Linked DNA regions of Mus musculus: region 2 is linked to region 1. A link is a contact called in public Hi-C data. All regions are on one chromosome and are shown on one strand. Each heading gives the region's core, a stretch centred on a gene start, on an enhancer-like site or on the middle of the called end of the contact. The rest is flanking DNA. Distances are from core to core; before and after follow the strand shown.

Region 1 (6,740 bases), core at 1,210-3,709:
AGAGAGAGAGATATCCTGGCATAAAGCTGCACACGTGTTCTGCGTACTGGCTTGCAGGCAAACTGTTTGTTTCTAATTAGGGAGCCGAAGCCTGCTGGCAGTCACAAGTTTTGGTGTTGTGTTTAGTTTGCATGCCTGTGCTTTTGGCATGGGGGAGGGGGTAACTGCATTAGGGTTTTCTCGATTGGTTTTGACTTTGTAACTTCTCCGTGGTCCACTTTTAGTTTCTAGGCGCCTTTAGAGCCTGCTTCAAGTAATACGCAGCAAGAACTGAGCTGTGGTCTAGTTATCTCAACCACCTAAACCTGGTTTGTGGTAGAAATGATAAAACTACTTGGAAAGGCTGTTATACAAATTAAATGGGCTGATAAGTAGAATTGACTAAGAGATTACTGGAAATAGTATATGTTCAGTAGATCATAACTGCCTTCCTCTTGCCTATAAAAGAAGAAATTTGCTTTAAACATTCTAGAAAATATTAAAAACATTTTTAAATTTAATAAGTATGCATTTGCTGTCTACTATGTGGAGACACTCTCCTAGGTTTTGAGGCTCCAATCATGAACAAGTTAAAACAAAACAAAACAAAACAACCCCAGAGATATCACCTCCACAGAATTTAAATGTTAGAGTTCACAATCGACATGCAAGAAACATAAATAAGGCATTCATTTTCTTTATTTCGTCCAACACAAACTTCATCTCTAGGGTTAGATGCTACTGAATAAAATCTAGGAGGAATTAACAAACATATTGTGGATTTTACTTTCCCAGAATGCATCCTTCTTTCCCTAGGAGGAAACCCTGAGTGTTCCTGGGAGGTCAGTCCTTCCAGCTGTAGTCTGTGTGACTCAGATGAAGCCCCAGTCTGTTCCCAGGAGTACTGTGAACACATTTCCTGCTCCAAACACCAGGACCTGTCCTTTATTGTAACCTCACAAGCCAAAGCCCCAATAATGATTAGCTTGCGCATAATCACATGACCTAAGTGTTCTCAGTCAAGGCAGACCATGGATTTGTGTGTAAGCTCCATGATACAGCTAGATTCTCTCAGGGTTATTTTTTCTAGCCTTGTAGCTAATATGGCATCTCAGAACAGCATGTGAGGCGACTGGAATAAGAAAAATGTTGATTTTCTGGAAACTGTTTCTTCTCAAAGATCTTCTCCTTTGATTTCCAGGATCATTTCTGAGCCCCCTTTGCTTTCCCCTGTCATTTCTCCTTCTCTGGCCTTTGAAACTGGGAACTGTGTAGTGGTCTAAAGCTTATAACCAAAGCCTTCACCTTACAAGAGACCTTGTTGGGTAGTACTTCAGCAAGCAGAGAGGGAGACACCTTCCTCCCTTGCCTGGTGTGCTTACCCATCATTTCTAACTCTGTGCGACCCCCAGGTGCAGAGAGATCCTTTTATTCATTTGCTTTATGGATTATAAAGTCTAATTTGATTCTGATCATGGGCATACCCAGGGTGGATTTGGTTCTCCAGTTTATCTACTTCTGCGGAGACAACTAGAAACAGCCTGACGTGCCTCCTCATTGTTTCTTTGCCTGAATGTGACTTCGAATAAATTTGTGACAGAAAAGTCATCACTTCCAAACTACCCCATAAGGGAGAGAGATGTCACTTAGCAGCACTGCAAAGCAAAACATCAAACCCCCTATTTCTTGTGTAAATGCTTTGTAGTGTGTTCAAAGTGTTTTATAATATGTGACAATGGTTACTCCCTAAATAAGACCTATAGTTTTTGGTTTGGGCTTTTTGAGACAGGGTCTCTAACCTAGGGCGGTTTCAAACTCCCTTTGTAGTTGAGGGTAACTTTGCCTTTCTGAGCCTTCTGCCTCCACCTCCCAAAGTCTGGGGTTTCAGGGATGCAATGCCATGTACAAATGTACAAATGCCTGGCTTTGTACAATGTTACGGTTTGAATGCAGAACCCTCTACATGTTAGGCCAGTGCTCTAACAACTGTGGTTCAACCCCAGCCAAAAACTTTATTTTAAAACATACATTCCCCAGGTATGGTGACGTGTTTGTATTCAGGAAAATATTCTGATATGAAGAGAAAAATAGCTGTTCACTCATTTAATCATGCATTTATTGACATGTAGGTACCAAAATAAGTATTCAATGTCACCCCCATTTTTAGTGAGAGTTGAGCGAATCAAGAAGTTTTCTTGAATGTATGCAAAAAAAAGTATAGCCCTTATTCTCTCCTCTCAGCTCTTGTGGTTTCACTGCTTTATCATAGAATAAGGAGAAATTAATCACGTGCCTCTCAGGAGCTGGTGGGAATTGCAAAGCTGAGCAGGGAATCAGGGCTGAGGGCGCGGCAGGACCATGGAGAGCGCCAGGGCCGCGACCAGGGCGGGGCGTCGCTGAGTCCCCGGAACCCCCCAGGGGGCGCTCGAGAGGAGGCTTAAGAACTAGTATCTTGCTGGGCTGCTGGGCGCAAGGGTTTCGTCAGAAGGTGGAAATCTCAGCTAGAAGCTGCCATCTCCTGGCTCTCACCCCTCCCTCCCTCCCTTCCTCCTTTCCTTCCTCCCTCACTCCTCTGCTCCCTCCCTCCTTCCCCAGTTCCTTCCTCTTTACTCAGCGAGTTCCTGAGCCCAGCAGCTCCTTCCACGCCGTTCACCCTCTCCCCCAGCCCCCAGCCCCCAGCCCCAAGAATGGAGTCGGGGTTTCCAGAGCGACCAAACTCTCCTCCCAGCATCTTTATCCTCCTCGGCTGTTGCTAAACTACCCCCAGTGGACCAAAGAGGGGGGAGGGAAGCCCGACTCTCCTAAGACCTCTTTACAACTACATCACCCAGGACCTCCACTCCAAAGGCGGATTTTGCATCCTGGGGGCGTGACAGACCTGTCCCGGGCTGAATTCTCTTTCTAGTCTCTGAGGCTGGCACACCCAGGTGAGTAGATGCTAACTCTGAGTCCTGTGTTCTTGCAAACTCGTCAGGGCTGCTGCGTAGCCAGACCAACTTTTGAGAAGCTCTGGGTTTTCGCCCAGCCTGGCTTGTTTGTCATTGCTGTTGTTCTGAACAGCGGCAGGAGCAGCAGTCCTTAAAGGCAAAAAAACTTTCAGCCAAAATACCTGCTTTTCCCGCATAACTCTACTCGCCCAGGTGGAGTGGTAGGGAGGCCCCAGGCGGGACGACAGAGGGAGGGCTAGGTTAGGCTCTGGAAGTCCTGCGGGCTTGAGGGAGGATTATTATTGTTTTAGAAATGAGAAGGGGGATGGGACCATAGTCGGGGCTGGAGTTGCTGCTTCCCATTTGACAGCAAAAAAGGTGTGGGGCATCAGTAGTGTTAGCCAATGGCTTGATCCTCTGCTGTTTGAATTCGGCTTCTGCAAGAGGTTCTAATAATATTTAACTGCGTCCATGACACCGAGGCTCACAAGTAACCCATAGTCTTGCTCGCGGCTTTATTTGGCTCGGTCTCCAACATTTTTTTCTTTTTGTTAAATGAAATAGCAGGGTGGTAAAGGAGGAACTGGAAGTACTGGGAGTCGCGTCTGACTAGAGAGCTAAAACTCGGTATCACGTACTACGAAGGATTGCTAGAACTCAATCCAAGGGAGTCAGAAAGTGGTCCACACTGAGTTGAGCTGAACAGCAATGGGTGGGAGTGGACAGAATCCAAGGAATAGTCTTAGGAAGATGAACTCCATCTTCCTCTTAGTGTAAGTGGGCTTGGGGTGGGGGTGGGGGCTAACCTCATTATGCATTCCAGATTCTACTGGGGGGGGGGGCTTCCAGGATTTAGGGAAGATTACCTATGGAGAGTCAATGAGGTGGAAGCAGGACTTGCTAGGGTGGGGATGGGCTGGAGACAGGGATAGAGTCCTGGGAAAGTTGATAAGAGATATCTGTCTCCATGCTGTGGACCCACCCGCTCCTAGAAGGTCCATGCCTCTGGAACTGAAAAGCTTCACACTTGGTCTTTGAAACTCTGCAGACCAGACCAGGAGCTTCATCTTCCTGCTGCTTTGCAGAGTTTTGCCAAGCTCAGCTCTGGTTTCTCTTGGCTCACTTGTTTTTCTGTTTCCTGAACAGCATTTTGAGCTGTTACAGAGCACTTAAGTGTTCTTGACTAGTGAGCCATCTCTCCAGCTCCGACTTAAGTGACTTAAGTGTTCTTAACTGAGACTAAACTCCGACTTTATTTAAACACAACCCTAAAACTACCCTTGCACCAGAGTCCTCCCCACTCCTAACCCCTGCTTGCTCCTTCATAGTCTCTACTTTTGAAGGCATTTGTGGGTTTTGCCACACTGCAATGTAAGCCCCGCCCCTTCAAACTTTCTTTACAATGTAGGTCGGTGGTTTTGTATCCGTGGCCTGTTTTGTAGTTCACAGTAACAGGTTAAACTTCTTAGCCACAGCTGCTGAAAAGCCAGAGGCAAAGAGACCACTTTATTTGATGTCTTTCAAGTTTAGGAAGACCACATTTTTTTAAGCAGAAGATAAGATAGGACTCAAGAGGAGCTTCTCTGTAATTAGATAAGTTCTGATGTTTCCATTTCTCTACCCGAGCTGCCCCTGGGTCAAATTCATTTGATTTGCCTGCCAGGTGTGAAAGAGGGGCTGACAAAAAATCCATCTAGCAGATCAGGGCTCTGAGTCGAGTTGGTCAAAGCTCCTTACACACAGTGAGATGGATAAAAGTAGAGAGGAGGCTGGGAAATACAGTTAGGACACCCATGTGTGTTAGGCCAAAAATTTCACATTTTCTTTTGATGGAAAGATTCTGACAGTTTCATGGGTTCAAATTCAAACCACGTCAGAAGTAGGTGACTCCCCCTGAGCTTTATATAAAACCATCTGTTGGTCCACAGTGGGAATGGATGCAGAAGCCTGGGCAGTTGCTAAGAGCCATATGAACAAAGCTGCTTGTGATGAAACCAACCCTTCACTCACATGGCCCCATGTAAGGACTCCCATTGCCATAAAATCCTGACTGGATTTTACTTTTCTAATACTCTTACATTCTTGGGCACTGATGACAGCTTTTTAGCTCTTGAGATAGCAACTTTACCAGAACTTCTAAATTTTTACTCTAGAATAACTGGTTTGGGATGTGTGAGTTGCTTCTTAATTGTAAAAAAAAGGAAAGGAAATAACTTCCTGTTTCTCTCCACATGGGGCTATGTGACAGTTTACATTTTGTTTAGATTATCAGCTTTGTCTTAAGGGGACCCTGCCTCTCTAGATTCTGGATGAAAAGTTTCTTATTGTAAAGGATTTTTTTCATGTGCATGTGGAAGTCCTGTTGTAGTCAATGGAAACAAAGCTGGTATCTGTTTTGAGGTGTGTGTGTGTGTGTGTGTGTGTGTGTGTGTGTGTGAGAGAGAGAGAGAGAGAGAGAGATTTAAAAATCTAACTGTTTGAGTCCATTATTATGATCCTTACCTTTAGCTTACCTGACTGTAAGGAATAATCACAGGAGAAAACTGGGTCAGTGTTGGAATCCCTTTTCACATCTGTATTAGAATCCACCTTTTTTGATTCAGCTGAATGTATTTATAAGCTTTGTACCATGACTTGCCTTTCCTTGCCTGGAAGGTTAGGACCACCTTTACTCACACAGAATAAGAGTCATACACTTTTGAAATGGTTTGCATCCAGAATAGAGACTGAGCAGAGCAGCCATTCTGAGGACATCTACCTGGCTGGTGAGCTGTGAGTTTTCTAGTGGAAAAAAGATCATGTAATTAAAAAGAATGTGGTCAGATTTGCATTTCATGGATCTTGCAGAGGAAGAGGGAAGCAGATTCGTCCCTTTTATTTGATCTTTCCATTTTCGTCTTGTTAATATTTTAAAACAAAACAAACAAACCCCTTTGGATCCATGGCAGTAACCCAAGTCACATTTCCTTGGCAACGGTAGTGACACACTGGAGTTACGAAATAGCAAGACAGAAAATTCTAAGTGCATTCAAAATAAAATGCCACTCAGTTTAGGACCATCCTCGGGCGCATTAAAATTGATCTCCCACCATTCAGTCAGAGTTGCTTCTTTCCAGATCAAACACAGATGGTTAGAATTGGTCTTTAGTTTTTATTTTTAGAATCCATGAATCTTATTCCTTTGTTGTGTTGTTGTTGTAGGAGGCATGTCATGAAAATAATTAGCTTGGTATTTCAGATCCATTCTCCTGTTTGGGTATGTAGAGGTTGGTGTTAAGTTCAAGACCAAATGTGTTAGTGTTGCCATGGGCTCTCAGCCTTTCCTATACTAGTATTCTCATTTCTAAGGGGTTTCTGTTTGTTCTATGAATAAATATAATATATCATGTAACATACCTTATGCATATAATATAACATATTACCTTGAGTTGGTGAATTCCAATAATTCCTTGATCTCTCTGCTAAGTTCTTTGAAAACCACCAGCTGTTAGATCAGAGGACATTGAAGGCCTTGAGGTGGATCTTGAGAAGAAAGAGACAATAGGCAGATAGTATGTCTTTTTCCAGTTTTGTGCTTTTACTGTGCCCAGGGGTGGCAGAGCTTACTTAAGGAGCTCTGTGGTAGATTTACTTCTAAACGGCGAAGAACAACTTAGCACCGTGGATCTAGGACTCTCCAAACTGGATGAGCTTAAGGTTAACCTACTGTTTCATTGGTCAGATGTGGGAATGAAAAGTCAGGGAATTGACTTGTTCAACAACCTTCTTGATTACTCCTCTTGTAAAGAGACTCCAGTTCCCTGTAGACCATTACTGTGGTGGCGCCAATCCCTG
Region 2 (6,740 bases), core at 2,887-5,386, 210 kb after region 1:
TGGGAAGAGTTGGAGAAGGGGTAGGGGAGAGATGATCAAAACATCCTGGGTTTTTGTTGTTTAAGATTTATTTATTTATTTATTTATTTAATGTATATGAGTACATTGTCTTCATAGGGTCCAGGGATCAAACTCAGGGTGACAGGCCTGTGCCAAGTGCTTCTGCCCACTGAGACAGCTCAACAATTCTTTAAACAAAAGAGGAAATATCTAGCTGTCTATGTTTGATACCAGATTCAAAATAATACAGTTTTAATGTTTGTTTTGTTTTGTAATTGCAACATGTGCTCATATTTAAATATTTTTGCACCGTAGCTGATGACAGTCAGCATTTCTTCCTGCCGAATCTTTAATTAGAGTGTGGTTGTAACTTCAGAAAAATTTGAACATCAGTGGTTACCCAAAGCTTCTCCTCTATCATTGACTTGCAAGGAGATTTCGAATTGGTGCATGCTCAGTAAAAGAGAAGGTCTCATCCCATCTGTATTCAGGAGATTCTGCACATGTCAATCCCAACCACAGTGGAGGTGCTGCTGGTACTGATGCAACACTGCCCCAAAAGGCCAGTTTCTAGATTATAGCTTTGCCAAGCTTGTGGCTTGATAACAGTGCCTTAGTGGGAGGCTGAGAATACTAAGGTCAATGTAAATACAGCTTTGCTACTTGCAAGCTTGAGACCTCAGACAGGTTATGACCTTCCAAGGGCACGGTTCAAGTGGAAATAACCCAGTGACCTCTGGCATGCCTGATTGTCTTCTAAAAGTATAATAGAGATCAAGAACTGCAGGAATCCACCAGCCTGACACAAAGAATAGAGTATGCTTTTATAAATATTAACTTCTTTCTTCCTTCTTTTCCTGAACAAGAAAAGTTGTGATGTATAGAAATTGGGTAATTATATAAGAAACCCAAGACTAAATGAAAAACAGTATCTTAACGATTTGAAACAGACATGTTTTCAAAATGATCTCAGATAGATGGATTTCTCAAGGACTCTGGGAGTGAGGCTGTGACTTGGATCCCTGTTATACTTCTGCAGCCTAAATGCCAGTAACACTGTGATTGTGTTGGGATGGGCCTTTGGTTTACTGTGTAGGGCTCAAAGCCATTTGCCTTTCTGAGAAGACAAGGACATTGATTTTGATAACAGTAAATTCAGTAAATTTAGAAGCCAAGTCTTCCCCCCTTACTAAATCAATGAATTCTGAGTTACATGGATAGTTTGATAGCTGTGGAGTTTTAGGAATAAGAACCAAAAATGATAATTTTCTAACCCCTTTCATATTGTTACTTTAGAAAGTAGAGCCAGGTGGTGGTGGTGCACACCTTTAATCCCAGTGCTTGGGAGGCAGAAGCAGGCAGATTTCTGAGTTCAAGGCCAGCCAGGTCTACAGAGTGAGTTCCAGGACAGCCAGGGCTATGCAGAGAAACCCTGTCTCAAAAAACAAACAAACAACAAACAAAAAACAAGTACTTTAGAAAGTAACCTATTTGGGCTAAGGCTAGGCTTACAGCCATTTGTGCATTTCTAAGAACCAAGGCAACGAGCCTGAAGAATACACACACACAAATGCACACACACACACAAATGCACATACACACACAAATACACACACACACACACACACACACACACACACACACACACACACACACCTCTTTGAGAAGCTTACAAAGAGCCAAATTTCAAATTCTACAACGGAGTTCAGGTATAAATCATATGAATGTATAACCCAGCACCCTTGCTATAGCCTGGATGGTAGTTAAAAAAAAATCTAAGCAATGTCCTTTAGAACTTGAAAACAGTATCATTCTACATAATTAGCCTATGCACTGACCCAGTGACTTTTGAACTTTGTTGTAAATTGTGATTTTTTTTCTAGGTTTTCTGAAGTTGGGAATTAATTTGCTTCTCCCTGGGTTAGAAGCAAATTAATTTGCATATAGAAATATATGTTTCTATTTACATATAGAAATATATGTAAAATGCCAATTTTCTTATTATATTCATATATTCAATTCATAACCTAGTATTGCTTACTTCAAACTGTGCCATTACTAATGATGAGAGATAGACACTCTATTGTTTCCCGAAGAAATCCATCAAATATCAATGGGAAGCATAAGACCACAGAGGTAGCATAGATGTCTGATAAATAGCATCCTGAGAGAATTTGGTCAAACTATATTTTGAATAGTCTCACGGGGAAAACAACATTCTTGTTTCTAATGGAAACCAAAGGACTTCCGGTCTGCATCTTCCCCCTAGAGCATATCTCCATGTGATTCTCCTCCAGACTGTGTCTCTGAAAGGAACACATGCCACACGGCACATTTGATAGATACTTATCTCTCTGGATGCATCAACAGAACAAATAACATCAACCTAATCTTCTCTCAGTAAGGGTCTTGCTGGCTTTTCGCTTGTTCTTGCTCTACAAGAAGGTGGCCCAGCTATTTTCCAAAGCCATCCACTTAGCCTTGGTCAATGCACAACCTTGTTCAACAAATTCCCTTTTGTGTAACTTAGAAAAATCCAGATTCTGTTGCTTGCAACCAAAAATCCCTAAGTGTTCCATAGAACTTTGCTCTAGACTTGCCTCAAGAATACAGTCTCCCCACCAGCTAATAAGTTGGATGCTGATAGAGAAAGATCCTGGTGATTAAACAAACTCTAGAGATCCTATAATCTGATCATTTCTATCTGCAGCACACAATTTAATTATACTTGAAACTAAGGATATTGCAGCATAAAGGTTAACTGAGTCAACTTTCTCAGTAGAAGGAAGGGAAGAGAGCAGTTTCCATGGGAGCACTGGTGGTTGAGAGCTGATGGATTATTTTGACTCTAGGCAAAGAGGCATGATGTGACTAGTTGGAGCTTGCCCAGTAGGCTCATCAGGCTGGCCAGTGAGCCTCAGGGCTTTGCCTGACTCTATTTCCTCGGGTCTGGGATTACAATGCATGTCTAAGGACTGAACTCAGGTCCTCAGATCTGAAAGGTGCATGTTTTATTGATTGCACCACTTCCCCGGCCCTCAAGGTTATTTTAAAGAATGGAAAACATTATGCTCTCCACTATAAATGGCTTTTTCTGGACACTAGAATCTCTATTAGTCAAAAATGTTTGTAATGATTACATTTTCTAAGGAAAGAAAGCAAACACTGTCTACATAGTATAAAATGGATATAGAGATTCAGCATTCAAACCCACTTCTACTTCACCTTCCAAGGACTCATGGACCAGCTGCTGAGGAAGCTGGTAGCTTGAAGCTCCTTCAGCGATTGCCTCCAATATTCCCCCTTCACCCAACACCCAGTCCTCCATGGAGAGGCCAACCTACCAAGTGACAGATTGTGGTGTGGGAAATACTCGTGGCATTCTTTTCCATGCTTGATTAGCTTTATCGGGTACATTAGCTCCAGAGATCCCCAAGAGACCATCCCTGGTTGTGAAGGGGACTTTGTCTTGGAACAACCTCTTCCTTCTACCTTGTCTTTCTTCCTCCTTTGCTTTCATTTTTCAAGCTGTTGGCATTAAAGACATCTTAAACTCAGAATATGATTTCAGAGGAACACAGCCAACCACACTATATTTGACTTTATACCTTTGACATGTTTAAGAATATTGCAAGTCACCTGCCCACCCCACCACCGTTTTTGACACGTAGGAGAATTGAAGCTCCGAGAGGGAAGGAAATTGCCTGTGTGAAAACACTTAAGTGACAGATCTGGGATTAAAATCTAGTTCAGATGGACTGCAAAGATTCAATCTCCTGGGAAATTATTAATACATCTCCTTCTGGCTTGAGCAATGATCTCACCCAGAGCAAGCAGCTGGGCTCTGTGCTCTGGACCAGGTCAGAGTCACAGGGTCCACATCGCCATTTTGGTGAGTTCAGATGGGATTGCTATTCCCTTGTTTTTATTTCTGGGTGCCCATCTCTACTTGTTGAGGCACTGCCTATTGTCTAAACCTAAAAATAGAAAGCGTCCGCTTTTACACATTTTCAAAAATTTCAATGTAATTATTTTAAAATAGGCTCCGAAATTTTGTTTTCTCTCTATTGGCAACCACGGTTGCCATGGAGTTCAAGTAATAGATTGTGATGTTTAACACTGAATTAATTACTACTTCTCACTCCTAGGGAACATCTAATTATACATATTCATGCCGGGCAGGATTTGATTTTTAAGGAGAGGAGAGAGAGAGAGAGAGAGAGAGAGAGAGAGAGAGAGAGAGAGAGAGAGAGAGAGAGAGAGAGAGAGAGAGCTTTTACTATATGAGACATGCAGGGAAGGGAGAGTGTGGCCTTTAGAAGTACTTCTCTTTGTCCTTCTGTCTTTTCACTGTTTTTCTGCTAGATCTACACATGTGCAGCCCCACTGTCTTTTATCAAGCATGTCCTCCCCCCATCTGACAGCGATCCTCTTCTGTTACTTTTTTTTAACACTGGAAGGAAATTAAGTACAGCTATATCTCCTACATGTCCTTCCTCAGCCCTGACCTGGGGTCACCATGTATCACTAGGTTGTAAAGTATTCCTAGAAAAATCATCCACCTTGTAGAATCAATCAAATTGGAATAATGTTATCTATGAGTAGAGTTGATTCAAAGATTACATTAGGTGTCTGTGTGTGGCATGATGGGGGGTTGTTGCATGCACTGAAGTGTTTAGATGTGTATATCCACACACACACCCCTCCAGTCCTCCACACACATGCAAAGGTCAGAGCAGGATGCCGGGTGTCTTCCTTTATCATTCTCTGACTCATTACCTTGAGACAGAATCTCTTGCTGGAAGAGAAGCATGCTCCTTTGGCTAAGCTGGATGATCAGCAAGTACTCTGAATCTGCCTACCTCAAACTCCCACTGCTTGGGTATAGGGACGTGTAGCATGCCTGGCTTTTTGTATTGGTACTGGGGATTTGGGCACATGTCTTCATGTTTACAGAGCAAGCACTTTTACACACTGAATCATCTCCTCGGCCCCACATCAGGTTTTAAGTAAACTTGGTGGGCATTGTGCTTTTTCTCTCATATATTAAAGTAGAAGATGGGGGCCTTATCAAAATACAAATTCTAACTCAATAAGGTAGGGACACACACCCCCTCCCAAAGTTATGAGTTCCTGACAACCTCCCATCTCAAAGCAATACTGAGAATAATGAGAATTTAGATAATACTTGTGTGAATGTGCACGTGCATGCCTGTGTGTGTATCTGTGTCTGTGTTTGTGTGTGTACATGTGTGTAAAATGCATGTGAAGCTGTTGGTATCAGTCCTTAACTAGCCCTCACAGTATACCCTGTGGACAGAGGGCACAGAACTTCACCATTAGCCAAATACAGAAACTGAGGCACAGTGGAGCAATCCTATGACAGCAAAATGAATCCACTGGGCGTCTGGGCTGCTTATTGTAGCCTCCCCCCGTGAAGCTTCTATTTTTCTCCTGTGTGGGCTGTTACAATCCCTGCTGTTACTAATGGGAGTTACCCAAGCGTGTGTTGGGAAAGAACCGAGATCCTGTAGTGTTTTTATATACTCAACTAATAAAGCAATTTCATGTTTTGCTGAAAAGAAACTATTTCTTGACACGGACAGTATGACATGGAAAATTTTGTGCTTTTTGATTCACTTAGCAGATGACTATTTCTTAAACATTGAATCTGGGGGGGGGGTGTTCATTTGAAAAGAAAGCTGTAGCTCAGTCACTTAGGAGACCTGAGTGGTTAGAATTGTATAAAACGACACAGTGCGTTTAAGATCAGGAAGTAGCCCCGGCTAGAAAGAGCCAGGATTCTTACAAAACAGAAGTCGACAACATTTCAGATGTGGGTAGGCGGTGTTTGTTTTATTTATACTCTTTTCATTTAGAGGTGGTGGGAAAATGCTTTTTATTTGATGAGGGATGCTTCTGTATCCCTCGTGGGTTAAGAAGAGTGCTTCTCTCCACTGACTTCTACCGCAAAACATCAGCAACACTATTTCCCAATTTCCTAGCCTCCTGGCTTCTTTCCTGAAACTTCTGGGTTCTTCTGGCTTGATTCCTTTTCTGTTGGTCTTTGGTACCCACCCCCCCCACCACCACCACCATTTCCTTAGTTGTTGAGACTCTGGCTCTGGGCTCTGTCACTTGCATACCTTCTGTGACAAGCTAGAAAAGCAATGTTAGCTCAGCCTTCCAAATTGTGCCTTGGCTCAAAACAGCCCAGCTCTCCCAAAGCCCTTCTGCCACCCCTCCTGCTGTACTGATGGCATATACATCATTAAGTGCATCAATATTGCTGTGGCTTCCCTTTGACTAGATAGCTATGCGTTCTCTCTGTTAAAGAGTATAGTGGGCTACCCTCAAGGGATGAGCTTGAACAATAGTCAAAGAACCCTTTAAAGAGCCCAGTACTCTTGCATCATGGAGGTAGACAAGGGCCAGGGAAGCCATTGTGCTGATTTACATTTTTGTCAGGTTTTGTACTATTTCTAAAGCCTCTGGAACAGACAGCTTTTCTAAGGAGTGCTGTGTGCTCAGGTGATTGACACATCCATTTGGGGTTGACTTTTCAGGAGAGAGCAATGTTTTTGTTCTTTCTCTTAAAGTGAAAGTGAACAGGAACCCCATAAGGTTTAGGACTCTTAGAGCCAGATATAGATGGTTATCAAATAATAACCTGCCTGAAAGTTCAAGATGGCCTCCAAGGCTAGAGATGTGACTCGAGTCCTATTCATCTACCAGTAAAA

What was found. Hi-C and Micro-C count contacts between places; a contact is called where the count stands out from the background.
Region 2: a Hi-C map of forebrain shows a contact between it and region 1, with 2.9 times the contacts expected there. The contact joins the enhancer-like site here to the promoter of Cpne4 in region 1. A contact is called at or near these places in 1 of 39 promoter capture datasets (hippocampal neurons), 6 of 484 Hi-C or Micro-C datasets (cerebral cortex, cortical neurons, embryonic stem cells and 1 more), 2 of 115 datasets of contacts at active chromatin or transcription factors (forebrain and neural progenitor cells) and 2 of 9 other capture datasets (liver and pancreatic islet).

What each region holds. Positions count from the first base shown.
Region 1 is chr9:104,567,196-104,573,935 of GRCm38.p6, forward strand. Cpne4 (copine IV) reads left to right here and starts at 2,460. Exons shown (of 16, transcript NM_028719.3): 1 at 2,460-2,906.
Region 2 is chr9:104,772,520-104,779,259 of GRCm38.p6, forward strand. All of the region lies in intron 2 of Cpne4 (copine IV), which reads left to right. Among named protein-coding and RNA genes, the nearest start is that of Cpne4, 210 kb to the left of the region's middle. Within about 2 kb of position 4,137, at least 12 of the 459 cell types and tissues checked have an H3K27ac peak or open chromatin away from gene starts, as enhancers often do. A contact at or near this core is called in cortical neurons, forebrain and hippocampal neurons, where this site is marked.